Linked DNA regions of Mus musculus: region 2 is linked to region 1. A link is a contact called in public ChIA-PET data. All regions are on one chromosome and are shown on one strand. Each heading gives the region's core, a stretch centred on a gene start, on an enhancer-like site or on the middle of the called end of the contact. The rest is flanking DNA. Distances are from core to core; before and after follow the strand shown.

Region 1 (7,178 bases), core at 1,187-3,686:
TATCTTTGATGTTTTTGCCCTGATCAAAAATTGACCCATGTGAAACAGGAATACTGGGTAAAGAACAGGAACCACAAGTAAAGGACCCACATGGCACCTGTGCAGGACAGAGATGGCACTGGTGAGAAACCACCTCACATGAAGAGCTCAGCAGGGGCCTGCACAGCAGAAGGGCCAGTCACTGCTCAGTAACAGAAACTACATCAGCAGAAAGCTATGCTGTGCCTGACCAGAGAAAGATGAGGGTCCATGCAACCCAAGCCTGGCTGCTGATCGGCATGAATGGGCTGGTCAGAAGCTTTAGCTCTTAACGTTAGCTAAGCACGATGCGGTCCTCAGGCCAAGAACACGATTCTCTTAAACCCAAAGTCCTCTCTCAAGCCAGAACACCCTCTGCTTTGACAGCAGGCAGCACACAATGCAGTCCTAGGAGACATTTCACTGTTCAATCTCTTACAGTAAAAGCTTACAATTTGCTAGGGGGAGAAAGCAGCCAACCAACCTTTGGCTGTGATGTTCTGGAGTTCCTGACCTCTGGGGACCCCCCTTCCCCCCAGTAGGTGATTCGATGCATTGCCCTGTGTGATCCCAGCACACAAGGACCCCAGTCTCAGGCTGTGAAAGGGAGATGCAGAGGACCTGGCCGTTAGTGGCGGGAGCCACAGCTTACTCTCACACTTACACGGGGTCTCTCAGACACCAGGGGAATGTAGCCTACTGCTTTTCATAAGCTCTCTAGTTACATGAATTGTCATTTAAAAGTTCTTTTCAAGTGGCTGAAAGGGAAAAGGAAAACATCAAGCTTGATGAACTTGGCAGTAGGCGCCTTGCTTTTGAACTTGAATGGCCATATTTGAGTTCCGACCTCTGTTTGAACTAGCACAAGGCAATCTATTACGCTCGCCTCCATGCAGCGGACAGCGGAAGCCATGCAGAAGTGCAGATAATGAACTGCAAGCTCCTTACACACCTTATTCTATGCCACCAGGACAATTCAGCGGCACACCCCAGGAAGAGTTTCTTAAGGTTCTTGAGTTATATCAGGAGACTGCAGATAAACTGGTGACCACGTGGCTCTATGGATAAAATCGAGTTGTCCTGAAACAGAAGTTTTCATTTCCTGAAGACTTTGTTTTTAATCAAGGAGTCTTCGTGGTCCTTTCAAGGTGCTCTCCTCGGTACCCTTCCAGGTGGTTCAGGTCCTCTTTAAATGGGTCATAACCTTGCTCTTTTAGACAGCGGAGAGCCCAGAAAAGCTGGTCTAAGGGAGGGAATTCTTCCCATGGAACCCACTCCCAACTTTCATTCTTTTCAGGCTCCATATTCCTCGGCTCCGAATCATGAGTCATATCCACCTCTCCTTTCATTAATATGGTAACATAATGGTAATTCTCCTTCTCAACAAAAGAATTTACCACAGAGGCAAAGCGCACATTTTTCAGGTGAAGCCCAGCTTCTTCCCAGGTTTCTCTCTGAGCACATTCTTCCCAGGTCTCACCGAATTCCAAATGGCCCCCAGGAAGCTGGAAACTGCCGGCTCCAAACGATCCTTTCCTTTTCCCCAGAAGGACGCAGCGAGGATGCTCGCAGCTCAGCACCACCACGCCGACCCCAACTCCTGGCCGCCGCCTCGGCTCTGCGTTAGCGGCCATAGCATTTGGCTGACCCCGGAGGAGTTAGTTATCTTACAGCTCAGTCTGATAGCTGAGTCACTGCCTAGAACAACTGATAAATCAGTTTACCAATAATATGCCAGCATCCCCAAATTCATTAGTACAATATCTGCCGCATGAAAGCATCTTTAGTGTTCATCAACAGATGAGTTGATTTTTTAAAATCTGGTACTTACGCATGACAGAATATGATTCAGTGCTGAAATGCCCTACTTAGGCCTGGAGTTGTATGGGATCACTGCTTATGGTAAACTTCTCAGGTAAGCAGTGTAAAGAACTCTCCTTGCTTTGCGACACTAACGTGACACTAATCAACACATGATAACCAACTCTCAGGACACCGATGTACAGAGGACAATGAAGAGATGATTGCTCTTTCTTCATGTGCAGGATGACATTTTGTAATTATTTTTTCTTAAATTGTCCAGAAGTTACTTAAATGGGTTGTTGCCTCCCAACTGTATCCCTATTTTAGAGAGAGAAAATGAGGAAGAAAAGAGTTTACCAGAAAATACAGTCTCTTTTTATAAAGAGAGTGCTTTACCATACCAACTGTCATTTGTGTCATGAAAAGAAAAATGAGATTGAAGAAAATACTGATGTTCCTTTTAAGTAAAAAGTATGAAGAACACGGACGATGGCTGTGGCTGAGAGTCTAGTCTCAGTGAGCTGAATTTGAAGAGCTGACTGTCGTTTCCTTCCCACAGCATGCTGCCCGCTTAATCTGCTTATAAACTAGACAGATCCATTGGTTAAGACAGGATGTGGGTATAGAGTCATACATGAAACTGGCTGGCCCAGAGACGAGCTCAGCTGTCCAAGCTTCACCTTTAAGGAAACCCCAGTGTCTCAAATACAGATTTCCGAGCACCAAGCTCCAGAGATGCTGCCCAATAGGCCTCAGTGACAGAGGACCACACCCTCCAAAAGATTTTCCAGAAGACTTAAGATGGAAGGTCAATGTTACAGAGCCCCAGACCTTATCAGGTCTCCAGAGTTTAGTACAGCTTACTCATCATACAGGTATTAGGTACCGTTCAGGCTATAAAACTCAGCATGTAGGCAGCATTGCCTGCCAAAACTAAAACAAAGGCCTAATTCATTCAAGTCCAAATAGTACTGTGCAAGTCTCAAAGTGTTCTAACCTTGTGTTTTGGTTTCCCTAGTTCAACTTTTGGCTAACCGTTCTTGTTAACTCAACTATGCCAACCCAGAACATGGGTTTTGTGCTTAAAAGCTCACCCTGAGAAAGGCTTAGGGCTACCCTGGGATGCCAAACACCCAGTGTGTGATCACCTGGATCTATTGGCCTAAACCCCTGGCCAAACAGTCTTCTTGTCCCACAGTGTTCAAGGAACTATAGTTTGTAACTGGCTGCACACACACACAAAAATGTTAATTTCTTTATGTGCCCCGACATGGATTAAGGGTGAGAGCTGTTGCAGAAAATATTAAAAAACCAATCCATGCTATTCCAGCAAGGCACAGGCAGGCTGGCCAGCCAGGCACTGGAAGGCATGGCCTGCCTATTCTCATCTTGTAGAGACCTGACTCAGAGCTCTGAAATCTTTCTACCCAACTTGCTAAATTCCCACTGACGGGTCACTACCACGCCATCCTCATGCTTCAAAATTCCCATGGCCTTTTGGGGTGTACTTCTGGCAAACCCATGCTTTGTCACATTCTATACCTTTCAATCTGGAACCCAGTAGAGCCACCGTGTGAAGGAAATCACCACACAAATTTAGTTCAGAATCAATGGTAACTCACTTACTGGGCGCACCAACTAGAATCCTAGTCTTATAAGCCATATTAAATCTAAATCCTCCAGTGGAGAATCCTGGCAGATTCACTATCTAAATCAGGGATCACTAGTATCTACATCTTGTCTGCTTGCTGTGCCCATCCAAAAAGCCCCTATCGCTATCCTGCCTCTTCATTTCCTCTTTCCAACCCAGAAGTCCTGCCTACTCACCAGTGATTGGTTTCTTTATTCATTAGAGGAAGGTTCACAAGAAGTCACCTGAGTAAGTGACTCATTCCTTGATCCCGACAACTTCTCCTGGGAAAGAAGAATTAACATCAAAATGCAAACAGCACCAAGGCCATCCACAATAAGAGCTAACACTACTGAGGGAGTAGAAGAAAATGTCAACAACACTAAACATTCCCTTGGGGGGAGGGGGGAAACTTGACTCCTGATCATTGTTGTAGAGTTCTCATGGTGGTTTTGTGGCTTCATTTACAATCTCAGTGTGTGACAGGAACCCTCTGATGGTGGCTGATCAAGACACTGATCTATGGGTACAGCTAAATATCAGTCACTATACATTTCTTAAGCACAGTAATATTATTTGATTTTCCTCTAGTTCCATTGCCTATATGGTCCCAGGTTCTTGGAAACCCAAGCAGTGTTTGGCAGTGGTTGCATTGTATTGAGTGGGCCTTAAATGCAATCAGGTAGTGGTTGGTTATATCCCCAACTTTTGTACCACTATTGCACCTGTGTGTCATATAGTCAGGTCTCAATTGTAATTGAAGTGTTTATAGCTGGGCTGGTATTTACCTTCCAGTAGTGTGAACACTATTCAGTAGGGGTGAAGGCTCTAGGCACCAGCTTGACTTCTCCATTGTCAATGGTATATGTAGGTGATGTCTTCAGCAACAGGAGCTGAAGTTTATCAGTTTGTGGTGAGAAAGAGATAGATTTGGGAATAGCTTGAGTTGTGTGGGGTTTCCATGGAGCTCCTTTGGTTAACAACGCAATATGATGTAATCAGTATTAAAGAACTTAAAGCTGGCTGTGGTGGTGCACACCTTTAATCTTGGCACTCAGGAGGTAGAGACAGGCAAATCCCCGAGTTTGAGACCAGTCTGATGCACAGAGCAAGTTCCAGGACAGCTAAGGCTACAGAGAAACCCTGTCTCAAAAACAAAACAAAATAAGCAAACAAAACAACAAACAAACAAACAAACAACAGAAAAAGAAGCTTCCACTGCACTAAGTTTCTATATGGCCCCTCAGTTGGTCCTCATTTGCTCTCTCCCTATATTTCCTTGTTTACTTTCCTCTTCCCTCCCCTTCTCCTTTTAATCCTATGTTCCCATCTGCCTTCCCCACCTCTCCATAACTATATATCATATTTTCTCTTACATGGGAAATGCCTTTCTCCCCCTGAGTTCCTTGCTCTATACCTAACCTCTGTGGTTATAGGGATTGTAGCAAATACGTGCCATATTTGTCTCTCTTGGGGTCTGGATTATTTCACTCTGGTGTCTTTTTCTAACTCCACCCATTTACCTGAAAATTTTATTTCACTTTGTAAAACACCTAAATAATAATTGTGTTGTGTAAATGGACCACATTTCATTATCCATTCACCTGTTGATAGGTATCTAGGCTGTTTTCAATTTCTTGGTATTGTGAATTGAGCAGCAATGATCATGGTTGAGCAAGTGTCCTTGTAATAGGATAGAGTGTCCTTTGGATATGTGCCAAAGAGTGGTGCAGCTGGGTCTTAAGGTGAATTGATTCCCATATATCTGAGAAACCACTACACTGATTTCCATAGTGGCTGTTCAAGTTTGCACTCCCACCAGCAATGGATACATGTTGTCCACACCCTATATTCTCACCAGTGTGATGTGTCATCTGTTTTATTGAATTTGGCCACTTTGACTTGTACAAGATGAAACCTCAAAGTGGCTTGATTTGCATTTTTCTGATAACTAAGGGTGTTTAACAATTATAAGTGTTTCTCAGCCATTTATGTCTTATCTTTTGAGAACTGTCTGTTTAAATCTGTACTCAATTTTAATTAGGTTATTTGTTTTCTTGATGTCCAGTTTTTTAGTTCAGGACAAAGGGTGGAAGATGGTATTCTAAGCAACAAGACCTAAGATTCCAGTTGGTGTATCCATTTTTATATGTGACAAAATAGACTTCATAAAAAAAAAAAACTAATCAGAAGGAAGGAAGGAGATTATATAGACATCAGTGAAAAAATACACTGAAGCTATTAAAATTCTAAACATTTATGCAGCAAGCACAACAGAACCCAAATTCATAAAAGAAACACTGCTACAACTAATACCACATATTGCCCCTTTCTGCCTTGCTTTATGCCTCTACATAAGACTTCAAGCACTGCAATTACTAAGAGTCAGAAACTAAACTCCCTTGTCTATTAGATTTTTTAGAGAACATACTTTCAGGCTTTCTTGCATTCACTGTGGATTTTTAATCTACCATGTTAAGGTATGTTCATGCTATATGTTGTCAAGAAGGGATGCTGAAGTTTGTGAAAGGCCTCTTCTGAATCATTTTAAGTGATTGTATAATTTCTGTCCTTACATCTGTTTATGTAATAAGTCATATTAATTGATTTGTATATTTTAAACTATCCTTGTATCCCTTGAATGAAACAAAATAGGCCTTGACATAGGATCTTTTTAGTGTATTATTAAATTTGAATTTGGTTTGCATGTACTTTGTTAAGCAATTTTTGTATTTGTTTATCAGGATTACTTGCTGATACACTTTTTGTTGTGGGTCCTTATATGGTTTTGGTGTTGGGTAATACTGGGTTTATAGAATGAGTTAGGTAGTGTCATTTCTCTTTGGTTTTATCGATCAGCTTTAAAAGCACTTTGCTTTCTTCTTTAAACGTCCAGTGGAATTCAGCAGTGAATCCAGACTCATAGACTTTCTTTTTTTCAGTCCTATTTCTTGTTACAGATCTCTTTAAGTGGTTTGTATCACCTTCATTTTCATTTTGGTGGCTCTGATTATCTAGCCTCTTATCCATTTCTGCTAGGTTCTCTAGGGTTTTAGAATATAAACTTTGAATATATTAATAAATATCCCTTTGTATTTTGCTGGAATCTATTCTTATACTTCTTCTAATTTCCAAATTTGTTAACTTGGGTGTTTTCTCTCTCTCCCTCCCTCTCTTAAACAGTTTGTCTAAGGCTTTTTTGACCTTGTTTTAATTAAAAGAACCCATTCCTTTCCTGTTTCATTGATTTATAGTTCTTTTAGTTTTAACTTTTTTAATTTCTTCCCTGATCTTTATTTCTTTCAGTTTAACTACTGCTTTGAAGCCTGCTTTGTTGTTGTTTTATGACCTTGAGAGGCATCTTTAAGTTACTTATTTTAAGCTCCTTAATTTACAAACACACCCAAAGCCAGGAAATTTCACCTTTGTACTCTCTTTCCTATATCCTAACCATTCTGACAAATAGTATTTTCATTTTCCCTTAATTGTATAAAAATTTAAAAGTTTTCTATGATGTTTGATAACATACTAGTTATCTAAGAGAGTATTGTTCAATTCCCAAGTCTTTGCATTATTTCTGTGGTTTTCATTATAATATGATCTGATAAGATAAAAAGAATGTATTTCAATTATATTTGTTAAGATTCTTTTAAGTTCTAACATATTCTCTATCTCTCAAACTGACTTAATGGATCAAGAAAGAAAATCTGTCTCTCTGTTATCTACA
Region 2 (7,178 bases), core at 2,029-4,528, 77 kb before region 1:
TAATTTGTCTGTTTGCTCTTGCCTTACTTACCATCGTCTAGATGTCTGGAAGTTTTCAGCTTTACTACCTGTTGGACTTTCTAAAGCATCTCACAGGACTGGGAGAGCCTCGTATTTCATTCAAACCTTTCCTTCCCCAGGGGCATGAACACTCTCTCCTCTGCTTGCCTACAGGCAATGCTCCACACCCAGGAGAGTTTATGGTCTTTATTTTTTCTTTCACCTGCTTATCTGGTCTCAGCAAAGCTTCCCAGAGTCAGGACCTTATATACATGTCCTCATTAAAACACATCCACAGTCAATACACTGAAGTTTCTATCTTTGGCTTCTACTTAACTTTTCAAATTACTCTGGTGCACAATCCTGTTCCTTTATAAGAACCTATTTGCCACCACTCAAAAGCACAAAGACCAACAGTGAGTGAAGACTTAAATAGTTCACATGGGCTAGGCAGTGGTGGCGCACGCCTTTAATCTCAGCACTTGGGAGGCAGAGGCAGGTGGATTTCTGAGTTCAAGGCCAGCCTGGTCTACACAGTGAGTTCCAGGACAGCCAGGGCTACACAGAGAAACCCTGTCTCAAAACACCAAAACAAACAAACAAACAAACAAAAAATTAGTTCACATGGAGAAGAATGGTGTTTTCTTTCATTTTCTTTTTTAGAAGACATGAGTACATTTCTGAAAATTAAAACAAATAGGTATTTACACCTAATTGACTTTTCAGGAACAAAGTATTTACATTTTATTTTCCATCGAGTCATCGCTGAATTATTTTCATAGAAAGAACATTTTCTTTCCACTCAGGCGCAGGAGACTGTGTTGGGTCCCCCACTCAGGATGAGGAGTTGGTCTATGCAAACAAGCTGTCATTGAGTCTTGGGGCATTAATCATCACAGCACAGACATTGCTCTGCTTCGCTGTGCTAAGCCAAAAAGGAGATGCCTGTGGCTTCACACTCCTCCACGCTCATCTTCTCCCATCTCTTCCTTCTCTCTGAAGGCAGTTTTGGCTGCCACCATAAAATTATCACCAATGCCAAATTTTCAAATGTAAATGGTGTTATGTTTATTTCTGGGAACTTCACATCCCTCACAGTGGTCATTGGGGCATATTTCTACTGGAATTTTGGTTTTAGTTTTGTAGGTATCAAAGTTACTGTCAGAATTAAACAATGCTCATCAAAACTGAAATATGATTAGGTGGACTCGGTTGTTCCTGGAGCCATGAAGGGTTCACAAGTCTGGAGCTGTATCAGCCTCACGTATTCTCTTACCATGTCTTCTATCTGTGTTTTACCTTTTGGTGATTCATGCTGCCGTTAATTTCTGATGTGTACACTGCCATCATTGGTTCTAGCTCTAGCATTCATATATTCATTTAGCAGAGAAGATCAGAGGACTTGAGAGCTAGGGAGAACAAGCAACCATTTGTGGTCACTCTGTTTACAGAGAGCTAAGAATGAAAACCAAGGAAGAGATTTTTGACCCTCAAATAAATAGAATACTAGTGTAAATAGATAGTCAGAGAGCCAACCTATCATGGCAGGAAAACCGTCTGTGCTATGACAATGTAGCATATAAGAAGGTCACTTGAAGGTGGCTTTTGGAAAGAGTAGTCAGGGAACATTCCTTGGAGCAGTTACCTAGAACCAAAAAGAGAAGAATTTAAAACTAAGAGGCATTCTGCTTCTAGGCTCTCCTTTAGTGGTATACGCTGGGATTCCAGAAACTCCCAGATCACAGAACAGATATCCCCCAAAGCAGCCAGGCCATATTTTTGTCAAACACTGGAGAAAGGAACACCTTAAATTTCTATTATCTTGCTGACAATGTGCAGCATTTACAGTCCCCTGGCTGCAGAAAGCTTGCATGATGAGGTGAAGTTAGGACAGGACTTTGGTTATCTCTTGTCACAGAAAAGAAGAGGCACTGTAACATCCCAGTGAACTGAGAGCCTAAAAACTCAAGAGGTGTTTAACCACAATGTAGGCCATGGGGCCTTTATTTCTTGGTTTACTGAAGTGATGCCACACTCAGCGGCCTTCTAGTTGAAGTTGCCTTGAACTGATGACCTATGATTAAATGGTACTTCAAGGATATCAAGGTAGTTGCCTCTCTGTTTCCTGCCGTGTTTTTTTTCTTCCAAATGAGAGGAAAATGACTGGGAAGCCTGGGGTTGATGGTGTATCATACAAATTCTAGGAACAATTTATCTACTGATGAAATTAACTGCTTTCCAAGTATCCCAGGATCCTTGTAGGTGATTTCCCCCCTTCAATAACTTTATATAGAGCTAATTAAGGACTCTTCAAGCCCCTATGCAATCATTCCCCTGTGTCATTGAGAATGTTGAGTGTGTGATTTGCTTGGCCCTCTCCATAGTTGTTATAATTCCCACACACATTCATTTATATTCACTACACAGAGACAGACCAGGGAGATTTTGTTATTAGTAAATCTCTTCGTTTATTTAATATCACCTCCATTTTATACCAAAGGGGGTTTCAGTGGCTAAGCTAATGAAATTCAGAAAGCAATCCCTTGACCACACTCTGCACAATTCCCCTGTCCTCTAGAAAGTTCTCACATGAAAACATTCATTGTTACAGTAATTATGTTACAGCTGAGGAGTTGGTATTGGTTAGAGAATGAAGCAGAGATATATTTGCATGAGATGAAACACTTGGGTCACCAAGCACAAAGTCAAGCCAAGCCACTCCGAGAGGACCAAAATAACACTGCATGTGTTTCTAAGTTACAAGGGTAGGTTACATCAAACAGGAAACAACAGGAGAAGCCGGAGTCACAAAGGAACTTCACTCTTTGAGTACAAGCAGTGCTGTGATGCTACTGACCTGAAATAATGAAACTCAAGTGGCCTTCAGTGATGCAGTTACCATGGTTTCATTCTCATATTGGGGAATGTCCTGGGTAACTCCACTGTTTTCCTCTCCCTTAAACTCCAACATGCCATATTTCTAGATAGGACATTGTTTTGTTTATCTTTAAACAAAATTTATAAGAAGCAGAAGATACTTTGGGTAAGAAAATAAACGGCCCCACTCTGTTTTATAAGTGACCTTTCCCACTCTATAGAATTTGACTGGGGAAAACTACATGTAAAAAGAAATGAGAAGATCTGTGCTCTTTTGACACACTTGAAACTACTGTGTTTTTTTTTAAACTTGGGGAAAGGTAAGTGTTAGGCACACGGCTATTGTAAGCACAGATCTCCTTGGTCTGTGGTTGACCAGTCATCTGTAATACGCAGACAACTTTGTCACACCCAATGAAAACAGTGAAGAAAGGGAAGCAAGCTGGGGAAGTGGGATGGGTGGCTAAGTGTACTGCTCACAGTGGTCTTTTGGCATTTGGAAAATGCAGAAGTTAGCATATTGCTTTCAAAACCATAATTTGTCTCCCTTTGCAAGGACACCTGTGAATGCTTTGGGTTTTTATGTCTTTGATCTAAGGATGCAAAAGGATGCCTTTCTTCCTAAACCAAGTCCATATCATGCCAATAATCTGTACCTCTGGGTTACTTGAGTATTTCTAGTAAAATGTATTGTGTGCTTATTATTGTCTCAAGTATTTCTATAATAATTTAAATTAAATAATACCGGGAAATGTTATTATTTTTATACAGATGTAAATATGGAGGCATACAGAAACAGTATCTCCATTGCATGCTGCCCTAATAGAGAACTTATAGCATTATTCAGTCTTTTCCTTTATCTCACCTCTGTTTATCTCAGTGTCCATGTATCATTTACATTTATTTCTGCTTATGGCTTTCTCAAGGCACTTAAGTTATTTCTTGCCATCTAATAGTCATTTGTAAATATGCCTATCTCCTTGAATTGACCTTAAGTTGTTTGAAGTCTAGAAGATATATATATATATATACACACGCTTCTAGTAATTGTGCTTAGTAAGAAATGAGCTCAAGGCTTAATGGCTTACATAACCAACCATATTCATTTTGTCCACAGATCTGTTTAGCCTGGGCTCAGTGAACATACATTATCTTCACTAAGGAATAGTTGAGGTGGCTCAGAGTCCAAGGCTGCCATTATATAACAGCTCTATTGCTCACATGGTGTACTTGATCTTGTTCTCAGTTAGTACCTCAGGAAGTGCTATGGCTGGTATCTAAATGCTGTATTTCTGTTGAGTACCTAGTTTCATCAGAACACAGTGATTGACATGCAAAGATGTCAGAAAGAAACTTTCTATAGTTTGCCTGTAAATCTTACAATGCTTCGTTACTGTGGGCTTAGCCAGATTTCAGTGGAGAGAATGTCTCAAACCCTACCACATTAGGATGGCAAGAAGAATGGGATATAATGATGGCACTATCTTTGAAATATGTCTTATGACCAAGTAGGCTTTCATCTCAGGCTCATTTCTCCATGCTTTAGACTTTCATTTTTCAGTTTTATCAACAGTACATTTCAATTAATGTCTAGGGAATATAACTATCGAATACAATTTTAAAGGAGGCACCTTTCTGTACTGAGCTGGCTTAAAACAGAAGATGTGTAGCTCTTACAAAAAGCCCTGAGCAGAGTCTAAGATCCCATTAGCGACAACTGGTGGTGCTTGCCAGGAAAGGCACATATAGTTATGTTTTCATCTCAAGACTTCTTGGGGTAATAAAAGGATGTGCTAGATTGAACTTGTAAAGAACACACACCTTTGGAATCTCAATCCATGAGAACATCTATAACCCTTCATACAGAAGCATTCTTAAACTGCCCAGTGCCATCTGATGTTTGAAAGTCTTTATATCAGCAGGAACAGAAAAAGTAGAAAAGATGAACACTAAAAGTGAACATTAGTTTGTGTCGACATTAAAATTGACCTTACTTATCATAGATGCCTCCCAGAGTAGATCATGAAGAACTGCTATCACTCTTGGTCTTCTCACATCAAGAGTAGCTCTCCAATACCAGGTGAGGCTTCCCATTAAAGAGCATCTCCTGGACCAGACTTGCAGCATCAGTTGAGAGTAGGGAAAGTACACAGGTAGATGAAATGGCATAGTCACATACCTATTCCAGTATTCATTTCTGTTTTAGCTTACCTTGTCTTTCTTATCCTTCTGACTTCTTGGCTAAGTTCTTCATCCTCTGTCTCATTGGATCTCCCAGCCTATGCCAATTTTCTCTGCTTTCAGAGATGTTGATACAGTTACATCCTATCACTTAAAATGATAACCTGCACATCAGCCTGGCCCCTGAAAATCTCCCTGCCCACACTTTGTGTGTGTGTGTGTGTGTGTGTGTGTGTGTGTGTGTGTGTGTGTGTGTGTGTAAAACACCATCTCTCTTCCTTCTTAGGAGTCTTAATTTGAACATGTAAACTCCATGGGCTGTTCTCACGTTTCTATTCTGGCTTAAGTTGAGTTAAGACTAGCAATCGGTAAGTACCTGTAATAAGGACTTGAGTCAGATATAAAGCTGAAAAAGAACTTAATATGCTCATGCTTAACTATATTTGGAAAACATCTGTCAGATCAACAAAGACAATGTCATTTTTTTACTTTCCAATGGCTAGGTGTGTGCACACTACAGCCAGGGGTCTGTTTCCTGGTTACTTGTAGGAGAGGTCTGTCATGCAGCATATATTAGTTCTTCACTCAGATGGATTGTCAGAGTACATTTTTCTCCTGGACTTTGTGGCTCTTTTTCTGTTTTGAAGCATTATCTTTGAATACATCTTAAAGGTAAATTTTGCATACACATCCATCCTTCTTTACCTTGTTCCTTCATGGATAATATTCAGCAGTCGAGTATGACTTCATGGTAGTCACTGGAAATTTCTTCAGACACAAAGAAGCAGCAGCTCAAAAGTGAGTGTCGTGACATCATAATGCCATGAGAAGCTTTGAATCTTTGAGTCCAATTCTTCTATGGGAAAATTGATCCAAAGAGCTGTTTGGATTCTCAGTTCTCTAGCAGAGTTCAAGTTGTGGCTTTAAGAATGATTAATTTTGCAAAGCTACAAGACCTTGGTACTTATTGTCTTTTTCACTGTCAATAGCTTCAGTAGGGTAAGAGGAAAAGAAAATTAAATTTCCCAGTGTGGCAAGGTTTTGTGGTTTTAGTTTCTAGCTCTTGGAGCTGAATCTTGTTTGCTGGAGTTTTGCTGTGATGCTGGTAATGAAATTGAGGTCAGGCAGCAGAGAAAAATATTCAGACTCACTGTCATTGTCATTGCTGATGACATCATCTTCCTGGTCTCTGATGATGAGTCAGGAATGTCGAGTTCTCTTACTGCTCCTTAATCACCAACATCACAAAGTCCTAACTCCCCATTGCTAATGTTTTGGAGGCCCTGCTCACTGCTACTCTTAACAGCCTACCACTGTTGTAATTCAAGTGCTTATCACCCATTTTCAATGTTATATAGCAGACGTTGAGTTGCCTTCAGCATCCCCTCCTTGCTATAGATCAACAACCAAATCAGTTTCCCGAAAATAGTTAATTTCTACTAAAAAAAAGTAATTTTTACTTTTATAATATAATCAAGTCCAAAGTTTCTAGTATCTATCTATCTATCTATCTATCTATCTATCTATCTATCTATCTATCTATCTATCTATCTATCTATCATCTATCTATCGGTAGAGGTAGAGATATGGGCCTCACCCAGAATCCTCAGTAAGGTGCTTGGTTGTTATCATGCACACACTGCACTCAGCAAACACCAAGTTGCTTTTGTTTCTGGTCCTTCCATTAGGTTCTCTCCTCTTGTCAGCTCCCCTGACAGTACTAACCTGGGGTACTGTTTCTCACTGTTAAAACTGTCCTTCTCTTTCAAAGACAACTTCTGTCCCTCTCTGGAGGTGAACGTCACTTCTCTGCTAGAGCCTTTCATAGAAATTCTTTTGTCCTCCTCCTGCTCCTTCGAAGTGGAGATCAGAGATGTTTTCCAAGATGGGCTCACGCAGGGCAGAGCTGAAGCTTCTACCATCCTTAGTGTCACTTTCCTAGAGTCAGAGGCAAGTCGTTGGCCTTAGCTCAGCGGAGCTCTTTAGAACTGGAGCTTTCAGATTCTTCTTGAGAAGAGCTTAGGTCGGATAGAGCAAATGCAGTACAAATGTATGGTTGGATTGCTATCCAATTACTCAAATTATATTTTTTTAAAAAGAAAATACCCTCAAAATGTGAT

What was found. ChIA-PET counts read pairs in DNA pulled down with a chosen protein or histone mark.
Region 2: a contact with region 1 is called in an RNA polymerase II ChIA-PET map of memory CD8 T cells, with 73 read pairs. The contact joins two enhancer-like sites. A contact is called at or near these places in 4 of 39 promoter capture datasets (the C10 cell line, HPC-7-derived erythroid cells, neutrophils and 1 more), 1 of 484 Hi-C or Micro-C datasets (the HPC-7 cell line), 2 of 115 datasets of contacts at active chromatin or transcription factors (CD8 T cells and memory CD8 T cells) and 2 of 9 other capture datasets (adipose tissue and liver).

The regions. Positions count from the first base shown.
Region 1 is chr2:58,102,534-58,109,711 of GRCm38.p6, reverse strand. It overlaps the pseudogene Gm13534. Among named protein-coding and RNA genes, the nearest start is that of Ermn, 53 kb to the right of the region's middle. Within about 2 kb of position 2,436, at least 26 of the 459 cell types and tissues checked have an H3K27ac peak or open chromatin away from gene starts, as enhancers often do. A contact at or near this core is called in CD8 T cells and memory CD8 T cells, where this site is marked.
Region 2 is chr2:58,179,986-58,187,163 of GRCm38.p6, reverse strand. It overlaps a transcript of Cytip not described here. Among named protein-coding and RNA genes, the nearest start is that of Gm13546, 20 kb to the right of the region's middle. Within about 2 kb of position 3,278, at least 74 of the 459 cell types and tissues checked have an H3K27ac peak or open chromatin away from gene starts, as enhancers often do. A contact at or near this core is called in CD8 T cells and memory CD8 T cells, where this site is marked.